2 separate regions of the Rattus norvegicus genome follow, and region 1 is linked to region 2. Evidence: chromatin contacts called from public Hi-C data. All regions are on one chromosome and are shown on one strand. The core of a region is the stretch at or near the end of the contact, and the rest is flanking DNA. Distances in the headings are between cores, read along the strand shown. Region 1 holds the start of Fgf18 (fibroblast growth factor 18). Region 2 overlaps Fbxw11 (F-box and WD repeat domain containing 11).

The links. Hi-C and Micro-C count contacts between places; a contact is called where the count stands out from the background.
Region 1: a Hi-C map of Schwann cells shows a contact between it and region 2, with 5 times the contacts expected there. The contact joins the promoter of Fgf18 here to the enhancer-like site in region 2. A contact is called at or near these places in 3 of 12 Hi-C or Micro-C datasets (Schwann cells, hepatocytes and kidney).

The regions. Positions count from the first base shown.
Region 1 is chr10:18,239,321-18,244,620 of GRCr8, reverse strand. Fgf18 (fibroblast growth factor 18) reads left to right here and starts at 3,739. Exons shown (of 5, transcript NM_019199.2): 1 at 3,739-3,834; 2 at 3,989-4,025. The coding sequence starts at 3,803.
Region 2 is chr10:17,820,206-17,825,288 of GRCr8, reverse strand. Fbxw11 (F-box and WD repeat domain containing 11) reads right to left here. Exons shown (of 14, transcript NM_001395595.2): 7 at 2,888-3,025; 8 at 859-977. Among named protein-coding and RNA genes, the nearest start is that of Fbxw11, 86 kb to the right of the region's middle. Within about 2 kb of position 3,543, at least 9 of the 93 cell types and tissues checked have an H3K27ac peak or open chromatin away from gene starts, as enhancers often do. A contact at or near this core is called in Schwann cells, where this site is marked.

The DNA.
Region 1 (5,300 bases), core at 2,490-4,989, 420 kb before region 2:
TCAAAGCACATTAAGGAATTACTAAAGCATTTTTTTAAGTTATGGGGCTAAAAGTGGGGTTTGGGTTCCAGAAATAGAGGGTTAAATTGCAGGCTATCAGAATTTGATGCCTTGGAGACTTCAAAGTTTTGCTGTATTAATTAGAAGTGCCTGTTTTTTGACGGGGCAGGGTGGTGTTTTTCATGTTTTCTCCATGTAATAGCCCTGGTTGCCCTTTACCAGGCTGGCCTGATTCACAGATCTCTTGCCTCTGCCTGCACAGTGCTGAGATAAAAGGTGCGTGCCACCATCCCTGACTTTAGTAGTCAAGCATGGGGTGATTGTAGCAGCAAATGACTCACCGGATTCCACTGGAAGGGGAAAGAGTCTTGTCCTATTAGAGGTGGGGAGATTTCCTAAGAGGTGATGTTTGTCAAAACTGAGTGATTAAAATGAGTGTAAACCTTTAACAAAGAATGTTGTCTACCTGCTTCCTTAGGAAGGCCTGTTTACAAGACACTACTGTCCCTGGTAATGCCTACCTGTCTTGAACACACATGAAATATTCCTTTAGCTGGCTGCATCTACCTTGGTCTTAGCTACATGTTTTTATTCAGAATACTGGTTAAAAGAAAAGTCTAGCATCTAAATTGCTAGGTCTTGGGTCACCTGGGGGGTTTGTGTGGTTTGTGCACTCACATGTATGTGTAATATGTGTTAACAGTCAACATGTGGGAGTCAAGATAATGGGTAGATTATTTCCTGCCATTATGTGAGTTTCAGCAAATCCTATGGATTCATCTCACTGTCACTCTGCACCCCTCCCCCCCAGGTTTTTTTTTCTATTTTGTTTAAACTGGGGTAACTTAGGACTGACAACACAGTAGGACTTCAAACAGTGGAGTGAGTTTCAACATTTCAAAAGTCACTGATAAATATGTATCGGTAACAAACTGGGCTTCAGGGTATAATTGTGAGTGACCTAAGTGGCTAAAGTCAACATAACTTTCAATGCTATAACTGGAATGGTGGTCTGGTTTCTACATGAAGTTGAGATGAGAAGATTGGAATTATAGCTATTGTCAGCTAGTCTTTGGTTGTCTTTGTCATGTCTATAGTTAGCTATATTTTGCTGGCAAGGAAGAACATTCGAGTCTAGGATTTGATTTTTAAAGAACTATGTATGTCACAAGTATGCAGGTACACAAGTCCTCAACTGCTGAGCCAGCTCTATAGCCCTCATCCCTTTGAGATAGTGTCTAATGTAGCACCCGGCTGGACCCAAACATAAGCCTGAACAGATCCTGCAGCTTCTACCTCTGGAGTGGCAGGCCTTACATTATAGATCTGTACACTTTTATCCTATTATTTAGTGAGTATTGGGAATTGAACTGTGAGTCTCTCCAAACTATATCCCCAGCACCCTGAACTTTTGATTCTTGAATGTTCTCAGAACACTACTGGATTTTTGGGGTTTGGGGCTGTCTCGTGTGATGACTGAGGTCACCAAACCATTGTAGGTGGGACATTGCATTACCCATTGCATTCAAAAGTAGTAAAAAATACTAGTAAAATGCACAGAGGAAAAGGAAGAAATTATTCTTAGAAGATAGATGAAACATGTCAGCAGATACATGTGCTGAGTGGCAGTCTGTAAAGAAAACCAAGGGCTTTTTGGTTCATCCCTATTTGTGGTTTGTCGTTTCACTCTGAATTTGTTCATTCCAGAATTTAGGAAGTTATAATAACTTTGCAAGGCTAGTTCAGGCAGCCAGACAAACGACATAAAATCAACTTCGCTTCATGCAAGAACTATCTCAAAACACTCGATTTTTGCAAAGGTTTTCAGGATTTGTTTTTAATACTGTCCCTTTAGCCTCAACTTTGAAAAAACTGAAAGTAGCTTACAGGGAGGTCTGGTACTTGGAACAAATACTACTATGTTTCTATAACTTCAGGAATAACACCACTGAGCAGCACCTTCACTGTATGCTCCAGCGAAAGGGGAATAGCAACCACAGCTACGGACAAGGCTTTTAAACCAAATAATCCGAATTCCTGAGTTTTGCATTTTGAGCTCGTTCTCTAGTTTCTTGCCCACTGTGACCTGTTAGTTTTAGCATCAGTCCAAAGCAGAACTTGGCTGACCTAGGCTCTAGACAGAATGAGGCAGGCCTCTGACAACAATATCTACATTTTGGGGTTAATAGGAGGACAGAAAAAGTTCAGGGTTGGTGATCAAGGGCAGGAAAACAAGCTGCTTAGTGTGTGAACTGAAGAGGGCCTGGAGTGAGCGCTGACCAGAGTCCTGGCTACTCCCAGTCAGGGAGTCAGTCAGGGCCGAGGTTACAGCGACACTTTTGAGCCGCTAGGTGGTAGTCGTGTGCTTCCAAAACCCGGGTCACAGCAGAGAACGCAGCTGGAATCCTTAGAACCGACCTTAGAGTCCCAGAGCAGGGGTGGGGAGAGAGACGCCCCCAAGACTTTCCCATCTCCCATGGCAGGGACAAGAACAGAAAAAGGCTTTACTACTGTAGTCACCCCACGGTGGTGGTGGTGGTGGTGGTGGTGGTGGTGGTGGTGGTGGTGGTGGGTGCAGTGGTGGTGTAGTGGTGGGTGCAGTGGTGGTGTAGTGGTTGTGGTGGTGGTGGTGGTGGTGGTGGTGGTGGTGGTGGTGGTGGTGGTGGTGGTGGTGGTGGGTGTCTGGGAAAAGCCACTATCTCGAGTGGCCTAAGGGTAAGGGTAAACACGACTCCTTTCAGTTGAGTCAACCTCACCGGGCGGGCCTTGTTTGTCCTCCTCTTGCTTCCGAACACTAGTGGATGTGAATACGAACAGCAAATGTGAGGGAGGGAGGACGGACCCTTTGCACCTAATTGCATTCTTTGGGAACTCCGCCTGTCCCATTCGGCCAATATTAGCCTTGTGGCGCAGAGCTCCGACGGCTTCCAGAGCTCACCAGCTCCAGCTTCGTGGGTTCTGCCCGGCTGAACGGCCAGTCCCATAGCCGACAGTCTTGAGTGCCTCCCCTCCAACCCTGCGCCGCCAGAAGGAGGAGGCAGTGGAGAGGCCGCGGCAGGCAGGCGAGCAGGCAGGGCCGGCTTTGATGTGGGCGCGGCGCACCCAGCCGCGCTGAGCGCCCGTCCGGCCGCGCCCCGAGGGGGGAGCCCCCGGGCCCCGCATCCTCATTGTGCCGGCGCGGGCCCGGGCCCGCCCCTGGCCCCCCGCCCCCTCGCCGCCCGCGCGTAGAAAACGCCCCGGCCGCCGCCAGCGGTGGGAGGCGGCGATGTGCACGGCCGGAGAGACACGGAGGAGGAGACATGAGCCGGCGGGCGCCCAGACGGAGCGGCCGTGACGCGTTCGCACTGCAGATGCGCGCCCCAGCCTCGGAGCGCTGACCCCGGTCCCGCCAGCCTCGCGCCCCGGCCGCGGCGCCTCAGCCGCAGTCCCCGCCGTGCATGCTGCCCCTGGACTGAACCGGCTGCCCACGTCCCGCGAACGCCCAGACGGCCCTCCCGTCCGCCCGCTTCAGTCCAGCTTCCCCGCACCGGCCGGGCGCCTCCCGCACCGCGGTCGCCCCACAGCCCCCGCGCCGGCTCGGAGGGCGCAGCGCTCGGGAGGAGCCGCGCGGGGCGCTGATGCCGCAGGGCGCGCCGCGGAGCGCCCCGGAGCAGCAGAGTCTGCAGAAGCAGCCGGCGAGGAGGGAGCAGCAGCAGCAGCGGCGGCGGCGGCGGCGGCGGCGGCGGAGGCGCCCGGTCCCGGCCGCGGGGAGCGGACATGTGCAGGCTGGGCTAGGAGCCGCCGCCTCCCCCCCCGCCCCGCGATGTATTCAGCGCCCTCCGCCTGCACTTGCCTGTAAGCACCCACCCGGTTCTGGCCACCCTGCCTGGATGCCTGTCCCTGTGCGTGTGGCTGTCTGTCTGCCCGCCCGACTTTCTGCCTGCATGTCTGTCTGTCCATCTGCGGTCCCTCCTCTGATCCCACTGACCTCTCCCTCTTTCTCCTGCAGGTGTTTACACTTTCTACTGCTGTGCTTCCAGGTTCAGGTACGTGGGCTCCTGAGAGTCGTGTCCTGTCCCCCCTCCCAACCCCCCCGCCAACCTCAGCGCGCTCTTCTTCGAGGTGCGGGCTGACCCCCCTTCCCGGGACCGCGCCCCCTCTCGGTGCCCCACCCCTCCTGGGCAACAAGCCCAGTGCACCTGTTCCCAGGGCGCGGAAGGGCGGCTTCGCGCGCGTCCTGCGCTGTCGGTGTCAGGCCAAGGGCTAGGAGCTACTGCTTGAGCCAGTGCGGACTGTCGCGGCCTCGGCTGGCCTCGGTAGGGAGATCCCCCAGAGCCGGAGGGCTCAGCCGGAGTGATGTGTGGGACTCCAACCCCCGAGCACAGCTGGCGAGGTAGGGACCTAGAGGTTTTTATGCCAACTGTCCCTTTACAGCCTGCTTGTCCCTGCAGACAAAAAGGTTGTTTTCAGCTGAGTGGATTTTGAGTCCAGAGAGAGAGCTTTAGTTGTAAATTACTCTGTGGGTGGGAGGAGAGAGGGAGAGGGAGAGGGAGAGGGAGAGGGAGAGGGAGAGGGAGAGGGAGAGGGAGAGGGAGAGGGAGAGAGAGAGAGAGAGAGAGAGAGAGAGAGAGAGAGAGAGAGAGAGAGAGAGAGAGGAGAGAGAGAGAGACTGACTGCTCCCTATCCTGCTGCGTTCTGCTCCACATGTCCTTGCCCAAGGTGGTGCAGCCCAGGGCTTGTTCCCTGCTTGGTCCCGGTTCGCTCTCTGTGAATCAGAAAAGGACTTGGCGCTCAGCCTGGAAAGCACTTGCTAAAATCTGATCTGTTACTTCAGCAGCTTTCAGACTCGGGAAGGTCTTGGCACACAGACAGTTGGAATGCTCTGGCTTCCAAAGCCGTGGAAATGAAGGAAAGGGGGGGGGGGGTAGGGAGTCGACTTCAGCCCCGATTAGAACCAGACCAGGGCTGCCTCAGCATGGTGTGTGTGGGGCGGGTGGGAGGGGTGGCAGTAGACTAGGAAACACCAGCTGCCCAATACCTCTACCTACCTACCTACAGCTACAAGGGAGGGGACGCTGAATAAACTGGACATAGGCCAAAAGAGGATTATCTGTCCCCTCCCCCTCTCCGTGAAAGGCAGGTGCCCTTGCAGGGCTAATGGGAAGATGCTTGGTTGTAGCCTTCTGAGTTCTGGAGATGCCTGGAGACAGCCCTGTGTACCGGCTAGAGTTGATCCTCTCTTCCTTTCTGGTACAAGGAATCTTGTCTGTGTCTCTGGGCTGTGGTTCCTAGTTTGATCATGACTGTTCCTTGGGACAGGC
Region 2 (5,083 bases), core at 2,294-4,793:
ACCTGAGAAGACCTGCTTCTTCTCCTCCTCCTTCCCTGTGGTCGCCCCAACCCACCCCCCAATCCAGCCAGATTTCACAACAGGATGCCCTTTTCTCTTTTGGATTTGGTCATTCTGCCTGCAAGCCTATCAGGCAAGGGGAGGTGTGCTTTCCCAGGAGTACAGGAGCAGATCTCAGTGACGGTCCTTTTTTATCTTTGATACCCAACTACCAGTCACAGCTCCCTTCTGCACTGATTTCTCCACTCTGCCCAGGGTTGACAACTAAGAACTAAAGCCCCCATCATTGCAGTGCCTACAAATACAGTCACAGGTCACCTAAACTCAGGGCTCAAAATGAGGGACTCCCAGGAAATTATTTAACTTCCTAGTTTTCTAAGGTACCAAGACAGATGAAAGTCAATGCCTGAAAGAACTAAAGCAGATATCTGTAATCAAAATGTGTCATCCCTAGCTCTCAGAGCTCACTTTCCCAAGGGTCTGCAAACAGCCTGATTCTCTCCGTTCCCACACCCTTCGCACTTCAACAACTGCTGACTTCTTCCCCTGTGCTCTGCTGGCAGGCTCCTGAGAACATGAGGGAAGTTAACAAAAGGCAGTGTGATTTACAGGAAAGCATACTACTGCCACCTCTATATAACATGGCAAGAGGAGCAGGACACATCCAAAACAGCCTTCTGCTCTATCTGCTTAGCATAACTCCACCAAAAAGAACCTAGATACATGGTAAGTTAAAAAAAACATGGCTAGAACCACAGGTGTGGATATGTATATATGTGCAAATCTCTGAAAAGGTATGCATCCCTGTCTCCTCAGGTCTTTGTCTTTGAGATCTGAGAACAGAGTTAGAGCACTCACCTCACTGTAGAGTCTGAAGAACCAGTTACAATGACTCGTTCATCATACTGGAGGCAGAGGACAGAGCCCGTGTGTCCCGTTAGCACTTTCAAACATTCCAAGCTGCTTTTATCCCAGATCTATAGAGACAAGATCAAGCACAGCAGCAACTTAGTGCACACACTCACACAAGGATCCCCATGCACCCTGCATTCTGAATCATCAAGAAACACATGAGTGTAAGAAACAAGATGAGTCTCAAACAGGAAGTCACAAGAAGAGCAGGAAAAGCTTTCCTTACTATGTAAGCAGCCCTTAGCTACTGTGCTGGTTCAATCAGCAGCTTGACGAAGTGAGTTTAATAAAAATCTGGATAGTCATCTTACTCTCTAGTAAATAATATGACAGCCTCTATGAGGATCGTTTAAAAATGCATACCCCTGGGCTGGAGAGATGGCTCAGCGGTTAAGAGCACTGACTGCTCTTCCAGAGGTCCTGAGTTCAATTCCCAGCAACCACATGGTGGCTCACAACCATCTGAAATGGGGTCTGGTGCCCTCTTCTGGTGTGTCTGAAGACAGCTACAGTGTACTTATATATAATAAATAAATAAATCTTTAAAAAAAAAAAAATGCATACCCCTGGGGCTGGGGATTTAGCTCAGTGGTAGAGCGCTTACCTAGGAAGTGCAAGGCCCTGGGTTCGGTCCCCAGCTCCGAAAAAAAGAACCAAAAAAAAAAAAAAAAAAAAAAAAAAAAAGCATACCCCTTATAGTTTCAAAACTTTAAATATTGAGTGTGTGTTCCCTTAAAATCCCAAACAAAGTACCAAGAGTTCTTAATAAGAAAATGTTTTGGGGCTGGGGACTTAGCTCAGTGGTAGAGCGCTTACCTAGGAAGCGCAAGGCCCTGGGTTCGGTCCCCAGCTCCGAAAAAAAGAACCAAAAAAAAAAAAAAAAAAAAAAAAAAAAAAAGAAAATGTTTTAACACAAAGTTAAACTAAGCACTTAAAAACTGAAACAAACACGGGTTAGGTGGTGACACATGGTGCTGGTTTCTGGAAAGGAAATGGAAGTAGAGCACTAGCTTCTTTCAGAGCCGAGCTCCTGTTTCCATCCTTACTCTTCAGAGCTCTATTTCTTCTTCCAGAACCGCACACACTGGATCCTCCATTGTGGGGGCCTTCTCAGCCTTGTTCTTTAACTCAGTAACATTCACTTAGAGCTCTCCATGTCTTTCTGGGGCTTGTCAGGCAAATTCTTTTCAATGCTGAAAAGTTATCCCACTCCCTGGACATGCTGCAGCTTGTCCATGCACCACTGCAGGACACCTGCTCATTCCCAGGCTGCCAAGTATGAATAAAGTTGCTGCAAATGTGTGCAGGTTTTGGGGTAGACTAAGTTTTTGACTCCTCTGACCAAATACTAAGAAATATAAGCCCTGGATCATATGATAAGAGTGTTTACTAAGAAACTGCCTTCCAAAGTAACTGGACCACTTTACATTTCCACAAGCAATGAATATGGGCTCTGCAGGATTCCTTACCTTCTCCCAGCACTGCACCCAATGACATGGAATGCTACCTCACAACAAGAAGTAATGAACTACTGCTAAACAAAGCAGGAGAGTGAGGTGAAATGTATCTGTATTGAGTATAAGAAGCCAGTTCAAAGTTTGTCACATGTTATATGGATACACTGATAGAATTGCTAGATTTTACACACACACACACACACACACACACACACACGAGATGTGGTGGGAAGACCACTGGATTCACAGGTGTGAGGATGTCCTGAGGGAACAAGACAAGTGATTCTGAGGGAATATCATGAACAGAGAGGACCAAATATGAAGGTGTTCAGGAATAGGTGAGATGCGACAGGGGTCGGGGGTGGGACAGTGGGTGCTGGTTCTGGTTTCTTGTGCATCATGAGAGCTGCTGGTGCTGAGAACAGGTAAAAACCTATCAGCAGAAGCAGAGACTGCCACACACCAGTACCCTACATCTGGGCATCTCTCTAAAATAACACACAGAATCAGTAACTCACCTTGATAGAGTTGTCTCGGAGGCCACTGATAATTTTGTCATCATCATATTGCAAACAGTAGACGCCCTTACTATTTTCAGAGCGGCACTGGATCCTCTGCAAGTTGTGCCGTCCACACCGCCAGTTGGATTCTATGGTCTGGAGAAAGGAGGCAAGGGTGGGTTGTGAGCCAACTGTCCCTTAGGTTTAACAGTCTGGTGTTGCATCCAAAAACAGACACCAGAGACCCTGACTTCGCTCTTTTCCCAGTAAAACACTAGGCAACAAGGTTTCTTCTTAAACCCTCCCTGCCCATGGCAGTTGTCATGGGATTTCCCATGAGTTCTGGATTAGATTAGACACAGCCTAGACAGAATTCAGTGTGTTTAAAGAACATCACTTGTACTTGCCCCCACAATACAAATAAACAGTAACTCACTGAATCACTCCCAAATACTTCCTGATCACTAAGCACTAACTGAAGAGTTGTCTGATCTCTGAGGCAAAGCCGGCCAGCCTTCCAGTCTTCCTTCTTTCCTCCCTCCCATTCTTATTTACAGTGGTTTCAGTCTGGCAGGAGCTTAAAATTAACAATGCAGTTCTCTGTGGAGTTGTGGCACTAGCACAATGCCACCAATGGCACTCTGGCCTGGGAACTACAGCCCAGTTCAATGAGGAAGTAGAATGTGTCCACCAGAAGGCCCCGCCTCAGGGAGGCGCTAGGAGAGACTATCCAGATTAAAAGGCGTCAGCCTCTGCCTAAGACTAGCTGCTCTGTCTCCTTAGCCTTTGGAGCTCGTAGACAAGAGGGAGAGCTGCCCACACTCGACTTCTGAGTCCAGGTTGAAAGAGGACTTGTGAGGAGCTCAAGTGCTTGCTGTCTGAAAAAGGTAAACCTAGGCTCTGTTCACAAAGGGGCCCAGTCACTGGGCCTCCTAGCACCCAGTAAGCCAAGTCCTCTGGTCTGAGGACTGCATATCCCAACTTTCTTAAAATGCTAACGTTCTCTGAGCACTCCCTAATGCTGCCCTATGCTTTGTACACTGTCATCCCTGACAATCCCTACAATACGGCACAGATCCCGAAGTCTATGGTATAGATCCTGTAGAACAATATAATTATGTACAACAGCATAATTATTACTCTGTTTTGCGATTTGCCTTTTTAAGGGCACTCCTTACTATGTAGCCAGTGCTGACTTTAAACTCTCAATCTTCTTGTCTCATTTAATTAAATGGCATATTATCTTCATATACCTATGCAATCCTCATATATACTTTAAATTATTTCTAGATGAGCTTTAATAATAAATATGATACAAATACTGGAGAATTTTTGAGATTTTGTTGTTGTTCTTTTTGAAACAGGGTTTCTCTGTATAGCCTTGGCTGTCCTGGAACTCAGGGATCCACATACCTCTGGCTCCCAATTGCTGAGATTAGAGGTGTGGGCTACCATGCCTGACTCAAAATAAATGTTATATAAATACTTGTGATGCTAATAATATTTAGGGAATTACAACCAAAGGAGAGAGAAAAGATCTTGTCCATGTTCAGTACATTTGTAATGTTTCTAATTACTTTCCACTGTGGCAGGTGAGTCTGTGAAACCAGTTATACAGAGGACCAGCTGTATTTCTACCAGTTCTTCATCTAATGCTGAGTCATTTATACAGAGAAAGAAGCAGAGAGTTAGAGCTAGTCCTACCAATATCAATGCAAGTGTATTTAAAGGGCGAGTGTCTGTCCCTTGTGACCTCTGTGCTCAGCACAAGCCCTGGGCACATCTGGGTCCTCAGAGAGCCATCACTCAACAAGTGGGACAGTCAGCAGGCAGGATGGCACATGTACAACCCTGGGAGACAGCAGCAATATAGACAAGCTCTTTTGTGCACCTGCTACCATTAAGATTTCCTAGGCCAGGCAGGGTCTCTAGTGGCTGATACATGTCAAAGCCAGGAAAACTAACTAACTCATCCCACTGTACATCCATCCCTCACAGCAGGCATCAATTAGTCTCTATGGCAACTTTTAAAAGGAATCCAGAGCATAAAATCTTACTTAAACAAACCCATTGTTTAGAAACATCTAGAGAAATAGTGTATTTTTGGTAGTGGCTGGGCCATCTTAGCAAGCTAAACCCTCTAGGGAAATGCTGACTTAAGAAGCCAGATACACCGGTAAGGAGTCTATTCCTAGCCTATTAGTTCCCCATGCT